3 separate regions of the Zea mays genome follow, and regions 1 and 2 are each linked to region 3. A link is a contact called in public Hi-C data. All regions are on one chromosome and are shown on one strand. Each heading gives the region's core, a stretch centred on a gene start, on an enhancer-like site or on the middle of the called end of the contact. The rest is flanking DNA. Distances are from core to core; before and after follow the strand shown.

Region 1 (3,972 bases), core at 617-3,116, 200 kb before region 3:
AGCACTCGTGCAAGGATTTGAACTTCACAGAGATTTACAAAGCAGGGTTGTTTAGAGAATAGCCACAAAAATGCATTTGGGCATTGCAGCAGCTACAAGTAGGTTAACTAAGAAAAGTCACATGATCCTAATGATAGCAAGGATGATCAGAAGAAAAAAAAATCACAAATCAAGGCTCAGAACAATGTTGCAAATTTCATGGAAAAAAGTCACAAATCACATGAATCTCTTTCATTAATGTGGCTTTATTGAATTACTCATATGTTACTGGAATCTCTTTCATTATTCATTATAAGTGCACCAAGCAAAAAGACTGTTAATAATACTAATTATCACCTACCTTGCCCAAATTACAAGTGCTTTAAGTACCAGCATGCGGACAACCCCGTGCGCAAGGCAGTTGCTATCAGGCTGACCTCTATGCTGCAATAATAAGAACAGTATTGGCACTTTTTCTTCATATCTAAATTTCCTAACTTGCATATACATTGTACTTGTGAAAATATGAACCGTTTCATCATGAGAAATAATAGTTTTTTTCTAGCGTAAGAGAAATTTGGATGGCGCCAGTCGTTGGTAGGTCTCAAAGAAGCTCGCGTGCACTCTACGTTCACGGTACCTCTCTCTGATGGATCTGCATTTTTATTTGTATATGGTTACTAAAGTTGGGTGTTGGGGTAAGCTGTTTGGCTGTTTTATAGAAATATGTATATGGTTACTATATACATTGCTATCATTTTGATTCATGATCAGATGAATGTAGTCCTCATTATTTGTCTTTAAGAACTATCCGTTGATTGGTAACATGCTTTATCAAATTCTCATGATTTGCCTTTAAGAACTATCTATTGATTGGTAATATGCTTTTGTTGTCTTTCTTTTACGGTAGAAGTTTCTAGCATCATGTGTGATGGGTACATACATGTATTGAATGCTAGAAGTATTTATGCTAAGAAGGTTTAGAGGCCACGGATGTGGCTGCTGCCCCTGCTTTCAGGCAAGCTTCTTTTTCTAATGGAGACAACTATCCTACCAAAACAAACATCTTTCACCTTTCACAACCTACTACTTGTTCTATTATTTTTCAGGCATTGGCAAGATACACAAGAAGGGAGGCAATTTGCCTATTATTGATTGGTTATATTTGTGCAACTCTTAAAGCAATTTCCATTTTCTTTTTGAATAAGTTAAACTCACAACATACTTCTTGTCTTGTATATTCTCACTACACTACCACAGACAAAGGTTCTATGTACTCTGGGAACTTCAAATTCACAACTGTAATACCCTAAAAGTTATATTTGAAGTACTTTAGGATGTTTACCTCAAAATTAAAATATTAAGGTTGTGAATCAATGGATTAAAAAAAGTGCCTCTCGGGGTTACATTATTCTTTTAATTGAAACATATACTTTGTGATACTCTTTGAAGAAGTATACAAAAGTGAGGCCTAATAAAAATTTCATGATCATTTATATAAAAAGGTAATAGACATTTAGGTTTGAAGGAAGTTATTACTCATTTTATTTAATAAGTAGTATAAAGAGGGACCCCAATTAGTTAATTATGTATTGCATCTCAATTAAGTTTAGGGGCATTTACTTAAAATAACAGAATACTAATAGTAAAATAAAAAAAATATTTTTGCATCATGTGGTATTTTGTTTGGGCATTCAAATATTTGAATATCAAAACTAGATTTGAACTTGAAAATAAATTAAAAGACAAAAGAAAAGAAAAGAAAAGAAAAAAAGAAAAATACAAACTCATACCTGCGTTTTGGGCCGAATTCCTAGTATCGCGGCCCAGCTTCCCTTTCCCACGCGCCAGCCACACGGAGCCTACGCGCGCAAGCTTTCTCGCCGACTGGTGGGCCCTCCTTGGCTGAGGCATCCCTGGGAACAAAGCTGCCGAGAACACTGGTGCTCCGAGGATTTTGGCCCCGCGCTTCAACAAACGCATTGGCGTCCTCCTCCACGGCTATATAATACGGTACGCCAGAGCCATACCATCCCGTCGAGCCCAACCCAGGACCCGCCACGGGTGAAGCAGAGGAGATCGTCTCCATAGCTACTCCTTGTCTGGGCACGAGACTGATGCCGGTGAAGTACTCGAGACAGTTCGTGGTGGCGCGCTACATGTGGTCGTGGCCTTCTCGGGCGACGTAGTCCACCAGAGCACTACCAATTGCTCACCAGAGAAATTTAGCCACCGTGGATCCGCTCCTCGCCGTGAATGAAGTCCGGCATGACAAAACCATGGGTAAGGAATCATCCATGAAGTTTGGATCCTCTCTTCATCGTGTAGAATTATTTGGGTGGGGATTTGGGGGCTGGGGGCGTCGAGCGCCTTCAATCTAGCCAGCCGCCGCATGCAGGGGCGACGCCGCCTCATCCGACCTGTGTGGTGAGGGTGGATCGGGTGCCATTGTATTCCCTATTAGACGATTGAGAATAGAGATGGTATAACTTTTTGGTTGTTTTAAATCATGACTGTCAGATCTTGAGGTGTGGTTAAGATTATAACCTAGCATATCCCTTCGTCGGTGTTTTATGGGTCATCGATCTTCGTATCAACGACCTCAGTTGCATACCGGTTCGTGGTCTGGTTCTTGCCATGGATATCAGATCCAATGGCCAGATCAAGACCGTGTGTAAGCCGCCGCGACAACGTTGCTAAAAAACCCTGGAATCTTTACAAATCAACTCGTAGTCCAGGTTAGTATTAAAACCATTACAGAGAGGCCCTAGAATTAATGAAAACAACCCTGAATCCTCGAATATTTATGCTCGCGGCCCAGCATACGCAATATACTTATAAATAAATTCTGAAAATGGTTTCCATTATAAAAACAATTCATAGATATTGGAAAACCCCATAACTTCTTCATTTTAACTATGTTTTAGTCTGTTCCAGTTGCGTTAGCTTCGTAATAAATTTTCCTACACATTAAAAGCATTATTTCTATCATCCTACATACTATCATAATTAGATATTTATTTAACTTATGTTTATTAGACTAACTCTTCTAATCGAGGCTAATATGTTTATAATTATAAATTTTACTAAAATATTATCTCTAATCAAGTTATAATGAGGTATCTCATTAGATTATCTTTCTCACATGATTTATAAGATCAACGTAAGACCTAGTTTTAATTGCTTAATCACATAGGTCTTCCGAAAACCATATCTCTTTAACCACAACTCTGATTTCAGTGATTCTCAAACCCATGATCTCGTAGTAGCGCATAGAATATTCTTAAGTTGTTTGTTCTCGTGATTGGTGTACTGTTATTTTTATGTACTTCTTGTTTATTTGTATGTATTGCTATGAGTAGCAGTGAGGTCACGAGAATCTGAAGACCAGCTTGGGAAAGTACTTTGGATCTTGAGTCTAAGGCAAGTTGTGCCCTTGATCACTCTTTTTTACCTAATAATGTTCTCCATTAATCAATGTGACTTACTCAGGTTAAATTGATGTGACCTAATAGGTTTCCCTAGTTTTGTTTACCGCACCCTTGCAGACATATGAACTATTGGGTAGACTTGCTACTACTCTACCTAGGTTTGGGATTAATGTTATATTTAAATTATGATCATGTTCTAATTATGCTGTTATTTTAATTATTATTCATGACAAGATCATTGTGTTGATTGGAACATGGAGCTTAACTTGAGATAACCGTGCTAACACAAGGGTGGAATGGGACACACTTGACTGACTAATTAGGAAAGCTAGTGGAGGACTACCTTACCCGATAGGGGCAAGGGCGGTAGAGGAGTTGCGGTATAGGAAGGTTCTCAGGTTGATCACGGTGCGATGGCTTTTTGAACGAGAGATTCCTATATTGCCCTTCTCAGAAACTGTAGCAGGTTTTTAGAAGCTAGTGGAACTTTGTAAAGGCCTCGTAGTGCTACCCTGCCTCGTCTCCTCGACAAAGATGAATGGGAAGTCGCGATCCCTTGGCA
Region 2 (4,183 bases), core at 383-2,882, 160 kb after region 3:
TTGAGAGATGATCACTTGGTCCGTTTTCTTCAGAAGCCAGTCAGATATAAATAGAATATTCAACGTTTGGAAAACAGAAAACTTGGATAAATATTCTACCAAGTTAATTGCAAAAGCCAAATCTAATAGTAGCAAAGGAAGTTCCAAAACGATAAATCTAAAGAAATAGTCACAAGCCAAACATCTTTATTTGCGAGTAAAGGGGGGTGTTTGGTTACATGTGACTAAACTTTGTCCCCCCTCCCTTTTAATTTATTTTATTACCTAAATTACTAAATATAAGGACTAAAAGAGAATAAATCATATTTCTCTACCCTCTATAGTCCTATTTTTAATAATTTAGAGACTAAAAAGAGGAAATAAAGTTTAGTCTCGTGCAACGAAACATGGCCTAGATGTGCTTGGAAGAATACATATGACAAAAGTATTAAATAGGTTAAGCTGCTCACGTAGAAGTGTTTGGTCACTATGTTATTAAACAAAGATTCCGGTCTAAATTCCAATTTATGTCCTTCCACTGTATCCTAAAATATTATGGAATAATGCTGGAAGATGAATACACCACTGGATTGAAACTCATGTAGAAATATGTTTGCACAGAAGCTGATTTCTAGTTCCTTCATTGCAAACTTATTTATTTTTCCATCTCGGATTCTCGAGTGTAATTGGATAGCCAAGGAAGAAACCGTTTTATTTTGTTTATTACTAATGGCAGTTGGTGGCCTTGGATCCCTATTACGGAATCGATTTTTTTTTTACTGATTCAGTTAAACAAACATCATATCATGCTGTGATCGTTATAGGTTTTAATGGTCAAGTTATAGATGATACTATCTGCAAATTTCAACTGAATATAAAATGATTTATCAAACTTATATACAAGTCAAACTGTTGAAGACTAGGAGACTAGTTTTTTGTTAATCAAAACATGTACGTACAAGCTACAACTCGGAAAAAAAAAACAGATACACGCATGAGTTAGCGTTGTGAGAGTTAAGTGTCCAATCCCGTTTGTAATGGCATTCCTCGATTTTCAATGAATCTTTCTGAATTCGCAAAAAAAAAAAAAAACATTTCGTTTTGAAAACAACTTCTTGTCCACATATATATACACAACGAAAAGCTCGTCCAGTATTGCTCTTATTTAGGACGATCAGATGTACACATCCTTACATAAGTTACAGACGATATTTGAGAATAGATCGACCTATTGACATGGATGGGTTGATTGAGAGACCCACAGAAAGACCAAAGATTTCACATGGTGATACGATCGGCGCGGCGTGCATGCACATGGACACCTGCAGGGCTAGCTCCACGGACCTAGCTGCTGGAGGCGGTGGCATGGAACCTGGCGATGAACGCCGACGCCTTCATGTCGACGTCGCGCTCGCCAACGTACCACAGGCCATCCTCGTCACTCGGCCGCACCTTCCTGGACGACCGCCGCGGCTGCTCGTACCCCGGCTCGTCGGCGTAGTACCCGCCTCCTGACCCGCCGAAGCAAGACAGGCTGGCTCCCATTCCGGCGGCGACCGACCGATCACCCGAAGCTTCTCTCGGAGTCGGAGCACAGCACAGACGACAGTTTCAGGCACTGGACGCGGTAAGCTCACTAGGAAACTTCTGCTGCCTGCTGCTGGAGGGTGTGGTAGTTGTGCTCGGAGGTCGGAGGGCAACCGGGTCTCCTCCCCAATTTATAGCGGAGGGCAGCGGACGGCGGCCAGGAGATCGCTTCTGCGGAGGCATCCGACGGCCGGGACCGATCGGCTCATCGAGCGGGCCACGCGTTGTGCACGTCGGGAGAAGACGACGAATAGACTGCAGATTCTTTCTTCAGACTCCTCCAGCTATCTTCATGGATGAACCCCCTGCAATGTCTGAACAGGTAGGTAGTTTTGCTCTGCGAACAATATTGATCCGATCGAGTGCTGACTGCTGATGATGATGGATTACTTGGATTTGGTAATAATGGAAGGCAAATGGGCTTTCCATATATTCACACGATCACCTTAAGCTAGCTAGCTAGCTAGCTATAGCTAGTGCTAGTCCGGGGTTTAAGCCAGAGCATTTTTTAAAAATCTTTTCTGACATCATGCAATTGAGATAAGGAATAGCTAGTAGATCGAGTGCTCTGCTCAGATAGCAAATAAAAGTTTGTGGCGATAAGCCGGCATCTCAGAGAGTCACTAATACGTGCGGTCATTTCAGGGTCGTTGTTTTTTTATATATAATTAGTTATTGTACCTGTACGTCCATCGAAGATTTGGTCTACCCTACTAATTGTGGTGAGATCACACTGTTCGCTACCTCATGCATGCATGTGTGATAATCGACGCAGTACGGGTTAGACGGTAGCTAGCGGCTCGATTTGCATTGGCAGACCTATAGGGGTGTTTTGGTGCCCTAATTATTGTACCCCCAGACACTTTTCTGTGATAGATATTATCGGTCGACCTCTTTTCTGTAAAGCGATTAGTACAAGTGTAAATAGATTTCCCTCACACAGCTTAGGCTAAGGCTATACCTCAGAGTGTGCATGCAGCTTCTATTGATCAAACCTATATTGCCTGAAAGAGAGACAAAGAACACCATCCACTTAACTCTCTTATTCCTTACCGTTTAGGGCCGGTACAGATTACAGTCGCAGCAAATTGTGCCTGTTCTTCTTGCCTTTCAGCTCGCGTAGTTATTCTCGCACATGTCTCCCACAGCAACAAGAGCTAGACACATTTCAGGGCCAATATGCAAGTGATGAGATAAGGATTAAGAGCGAGGTCGTGGACGTACAATATATAGTTTGGTAAGTAGGACCAGTCAAAAGAAGGACACAACTTTCCAAAAAGCTGCCGCGCTGATAATCACACTGCAAAGTGCAAGTTGCGACTTGCGAGCCCTTGCGTGCCTAAGCTGCAACTTTCACAGCCGTCTGAGAAAGAGTACGTGCACTGGCTAATGCTCTCTATTTTTCGTTTTTTTTCTTCTCCCCGTTTTAGCATCTCCAACCATGGGTCCTAAATAATAAGAGTCCTAAAACTTGAAATAGTCCTAGACTCCTAGTTCGAGTGGCTTGTGTCCAACGCGTAAGGTTGATTGTTGGACCAGGAGTGGCTTGCGTCCAACATGGGAGATTGATTGTTGGACCAGTAGTTTGACTAACGTACGTGGGGAGGTTAACCCCGTGCCTGGGCGGAGGACATGCACATGCGCAGATACATACATGGAGATCCTATTTTTATGGTAGATCTGATAATTATGGTATATCGTGGAAGTTTTTGTTACATGTACGCAAATTTTGGATGACATTTTCGTTTCCATTACATGCACGCAAAAATCGGATGACTCCATAAATATAGGATCGCTCTAACAACCATGCAACTATGCTCCCTATAACCAGTTTATGATATTTGCTGATACTAATTATGCTACGGTGTACGTAGGTATTTATGTAATTTGGTACTGTTGGTCCTTGTTCTCGAATGCTATACATCAAGAGCAAGACAACACGATTGTTAATAATTAGAGACATTCATCCTTCGAAGCATTATCTCCTTTTGGATATAATGATCTCTAGACAAAGGTCATGAAGGGTATACCTTCATCATCTCAGTGAACAAACATAAATAAGGGTACATGAAATAAAAAAGGATATAAATAATGATTATATAACGGTAGTTTATCTATATTCTTATTTCTTAAACATAAACAAACATCCATGATATTCATATTACTTTGTTACCTTCGGCTTGTCAGAAGGTGAAAATGCGAGAGTGACACAAGAGTGATTACAATCCATCGTGAACAGTACGGTGTTACTGTTCATCTATTTATAGGCACGGGACGCAGCCCGGATAAGATTACATTCATGCCCCTGACATCTATTATTAATCATAATACAAACTATCAAGGACTAAGTAGTCTTTTCTTTCTTAGGTCGGTTTCGTCCTTCATCTTCGCTAACATGCCAAGCTGAAGCTCCTTTAGCCATAGTTTCGGCGTCCATCCATGTTGCCTTCGGGTTGTATCCTCATATCACACGCCTTCATCCCAAAGCCGAAGCTTCCTGTAATAGTCTATGTCATACTAAAAACATATGGTTAGTCACGTTTTTGAGCTTCGGAAGAGGAAGGCCCCCAACAGTAGCCCCTTGTCACACTCAGATTTAAGGAACAAAGTCGGGTGC
Region 3 (3,745 bases), core at 608-3,107:
AGGTCGGTCCCGGGGAGGGGAGTCAGTAGTGTATCGTCTCAACCGTCCCCGGAACAGGCCACTAGTCGAGGCTGCAGCCGACTCAGCTCGGGTGGCGCGACTGCGTGCCGGGACGCCGTGATCCCGGTCATACTCCTCCCGGCGCCTTATTTCACTTTTGTGCCGTCGGTCGTGCGAAGCGTTGATGGAGCTCCGCGCGTCTCGTCGACTGTTGATGGCGTGGAGTAGGTCGCTCGGGGGATGAGCGATGGGCAGAAGGTGATTAGCTGTTCGAGTAAGCAGCCGCCGGTAGCCTTCCGCGTGTGGGGTTCGCGGGAGGCCGTCAGCTATCTAGGCCAGCAGTCCTCCGACTTCACTCGGCGTGTCCATTGCACGGGCGAAGTCAGAGTATAGGTTCCGAGCAAAGAGAGGGTTCTCTCGGCGCAGCCTTGCACCTTGCTCGGCTTGCTCTCGTTCTCGGTCCTGAGCTTGTCGACGATCGCAGCGGCAAGAGTTTCGCCTTTCCCGGTGTACTCGCTCGTTGGGAGATTCTCCTACTTCTGAGGCTTCGTCCCGGGATACGGGCTGCGCTGGATCCCGTTCCTTAGCTTCGTAATGTCGTCGCACGTTCCGGCGTCTGTTCCTCCGTTGTCGTGCTTCACGCTGGGTAGGTTCTTCCCCTTGCATGGTAGACTCATCGTCGGAGATGGGTGATGACTCTAATCTCCCCCGATGAAGAGGACGTCGGGGTAGAAAGGAGTCGTCGCGATGGCGCTCTTCTTTCCGTCCTCCTTTGAGGGTGAAGGTGTCGGAAAGACGGCTCAGCGTGCTCTCGTCCCCTAACTCAGAATGTTTGCTTCCTTCTTTCGAGTGATCCGTGTCCACTCCTTTGTGGGCGAGGTGGACATCAGAGTTTTTCGGGTAGGTGAGCTCCGGCCTTCGGTTTGTAAGAGGTCATCTTCGCTTGAGATGTGGGTGGTGGCACCACCCGCTATTCTGCTCTGGCTCTCCTCGGGATTTCCGAGGAAAGCTTCTTCTCCGGCGGATCTGCTATGCGGTGCAGAGTTTCCTCTTCATCTACTACGGATGAGATGGTTCCAAAGCAGAACATAGTCTCGGGACGAAGGGCGATCTTGCACTTGGAGGTGATGGCCATTGAGCTAGCTTGGATCAACGACACCCCCCTACCCGGCGCGCCAGCTGTCGGTGTTTAGAGCCCGACCACACACCTAGGGTTACCCTTGTGGTGCTTTTGGGTAGGAAAGTGCTGTTGAGTGTAACTCAATGGTTCTTGCTGGATGCACGAAAGAGAGAGACAAACAATTTTCTGCAGATTCGGGCCGCTTGGAGAGGCGTAATACCCTACTTCCTGGTGTGGATCTATATGTGGTGGGTTACAAGCGATGTCTCCTGGATGGAGAGAAGCTAATGAGATAGGTAGATGGGAATGAAAATGATGTGGTACCCTCTGCGCCTTATATACACGACCGTAGGGCACTCCATACTTACATCATGATCACATATTTCCTAAATAATAGTGAACCGACTGAACTGTTCTTCCGAAAACATCGCCGATTCATCCCTAATCCGCGCCGACATTTGTGGGCGCCACGCGTGGGAAAGTCGGACGGTATCTTTGGATAACACATGATTTGACGGGATGCCTGAGCTTGAGTCTGTGTCTGTCACCTTCTCATGTCGGCCCATTACGCTAGTAGTTTTTGTCCTGCCCATGAAGGGATGGCCTTGCGAGGTAACTGGCCCGATGCCCCACGCGAGGGCCTTTCGCCTTCTAGTGGACCCGGGGATATCTGTCCCCACAGGTCGGGTGGGATTTGATCCGTCCGTTTTTAAACCTAACGGAGGCACAATAACCGTGTACATTATTGACTTAATAGACAGTACAAATAGTATAGATAAAGAAGAGAGAGATGAGATGGGGATTGGGGAATGCGGGATGCGTGTGACGCGTGGACCCCGCACGCAAACCCTAGATCGGAAGCCGCACCCGGGCACATGACCGCCTTATCCCCGAGTCAGACCAGCGGCGGCCGGAACCGGGAGCCCCGTTGCTGGCCACGCCCCCACCGCTCGCGCGCGTCGAGCAGCTTCTCGTCGTAGTTGAGCCTACGCTTGGCGCCTACCGCCGGTTCCGCTGCCGGGTGTCCTCCCTTCGTGCCGCTGACACCAGAGGGTAGGATCCCCGCGCTTTCGACCAGCAGATCCCGCCGCGACCCAGGTAATCGATACACCTGTTCTGTGGGAGTCAAGTGCTTCCTGGGGTTTGTCCGTGACTTCTTGAATTCGGCTTCATTAATCCTAGTCGGCCACACGGATCCGTACTACTGAAAACCAGAACTTCGATTAGGTTTTTCTGTGCCCGCTTATCTGCCGCTTGCTTTCTCAAAGTAATGTATCATGGTACACTGAGCGCCTCCTTGAGAAAAGAAGCAACAAGTTCAATTCTTCACTTGTATTTCATCCTGGAAGATATGTTTAAAATGCACATGAATCAAAACATCGCTATTATTCCCACACCGAGTTTATTTCAAGTTTGCTTGTGGCAGAGGAAAGCCTGGAATCCTCCAGTTACTAGTTTTGCCATTCAGTCCGCTCACTAGGGGCGTGATTAGTTCTGGTTTCTACTTTCTAGGTAGCCAGGCTGACATGTGGCAGCCAGGGTCTCTGCATGTAGGAGCACCTTCTTTGGTTCATGTTTCCATCCATACCATCTCATCGCATAGCTTGATTGGTTGGTCTCTCCCTACTCGCCTTGTGCAGGCGCCAAGAGAGCAGCAGACATGTGACGTGCACTGCGTGAGCTAGGCTCCCCAGAAACAAAATCCCATTTCATTTCTTGGCCTAATTTGCACCCACAAATCCTTGCCCATGTGGACGTCCGTCGAACCAAACATCTACCTCCTGCATGCTGCATCCAACCAGCCTGTTCTGACTGCATGCATGAAACCAATCACACCTTAGATATCTAGTCATTTCCATAGGGGCAGTACCTTCTGTTTGCACATGAAATCCTATATTTCTACAACTATTTATGAAGCTGAACTGCTGAACTACTGATGTTTGGGTTGTTATTAAACATTGCATTTAACCATTGGAGATGTTTGTTATCACTTTAAAATTATTAATGGAAAAAGTACAAATTACTCCCCTCACCTATGGACAATGTTCACAACTTCACATAGCCCCCCACAGTGTTTTTAGTTCATTTTACACCTCCATTCGTTTGAGTTGATTTAATTTACCCCTTTACAGAATTTGTCTTTTTCCTTGTGTAATAGACACACATGGAGTGTCTCAAAGAAATCAGTTAGTAGCCTAATTCTTGAACTTGTTGTCCCTTTGTAGGAAGGAGACACTTATGGGGAAGGGACAAATATTAGCTGTTCTTCAAATAGGTGGAGAATTCAACACCGATGAAGATGGACACATGTCATATTCTGGTGGAGAGGCACATGCTATGCATGTTCAAAGTGACTGGACTTTTAGTGCATTTAAGCAAGAGATATCGTCAACACTTAACAATCTGAAGCTTGACCAGTTTGCATTCAAGTATTTCCTTCCAAAGAATGATAAAACTTTGATCTCTATTTCCAATGACAAGGACCTACGACGCATGGTTGAATTCCATGCGGAGTCAGATTCGACATACATTTATGTCATGAAGAAAGCTGACAACAGGTACTTGTCTACTGTCCTAATTTCTTGTGGTCACATTAGTAAATTGCAGAATGACACGCGGCATTTT

Evidence for each region. A called contact is a pair of places that touch in the nucleus more often than the background predicts.
Region 1: a contact with region 3 is called in a Hi-C map of endosperm, with 2.0 times the contacts expected there. The contact joins the enhancer-like site here to the promoter of LOC103638764 in region 3. A contact is called at or near these places in 3 of 25 Hi-C or Micro-C datasets (ear, endosperm and leaf).
Region 2: a contact with region 3 is called in a Hi-C map of tassel, with 2.4 times the contacts expected there. The contact joins the promoter of LOC118473374 here to the promoter of LOC103638764 in region 3. A contact is called at or near these places in 2 of 25 Hi-C or Micro-C datasets (leaf and tassel).

What each region holds. Positions count from the first base shown.
Region 1 is chr9:103,377,780-103,381,751 of Zm-B73-REFERENCE-NAM-5.0, forward strand. No RefSeq gene overlaps it. Among protein-coding and RNA genes, the nearest start is that of LOC103638763, 86 kb to the left of the region's middle. Within about 2 kb of position 1,867, at least 18 of the 20 cell types and tissues checked have an H3K27ac peak or open chromatin away from gene starts, as enhancers often do. A contact at or near this core is called in ear, endosperm and leaf, where this site is marked.
Region 2 is chr9:103,734,353-103,738,535 of Zm-B73-REFERENCE-NAM-5.0, forward strand. It overlaps LOC118473374, which reads right to left and starts at 1,633. Exons shown (of 1, transcript XM_035962611.1): 1 at 1,070-1,633. The coding sequence starts at 1,524. The coding sequence ends at 1,324.
Region 3 is chr9:103,576,487-103,580,231 of Zm-B73-REFERENCE-NAM-5.0, forward strand. It overlaps LOC103638764, which reads left to right and starts at 1,858. Exons shown (of 3, transcript XM_008661583.4): 1 at 1,858-2,218; 2 at 3,346-3,678. The coding sequence starts at 3,359.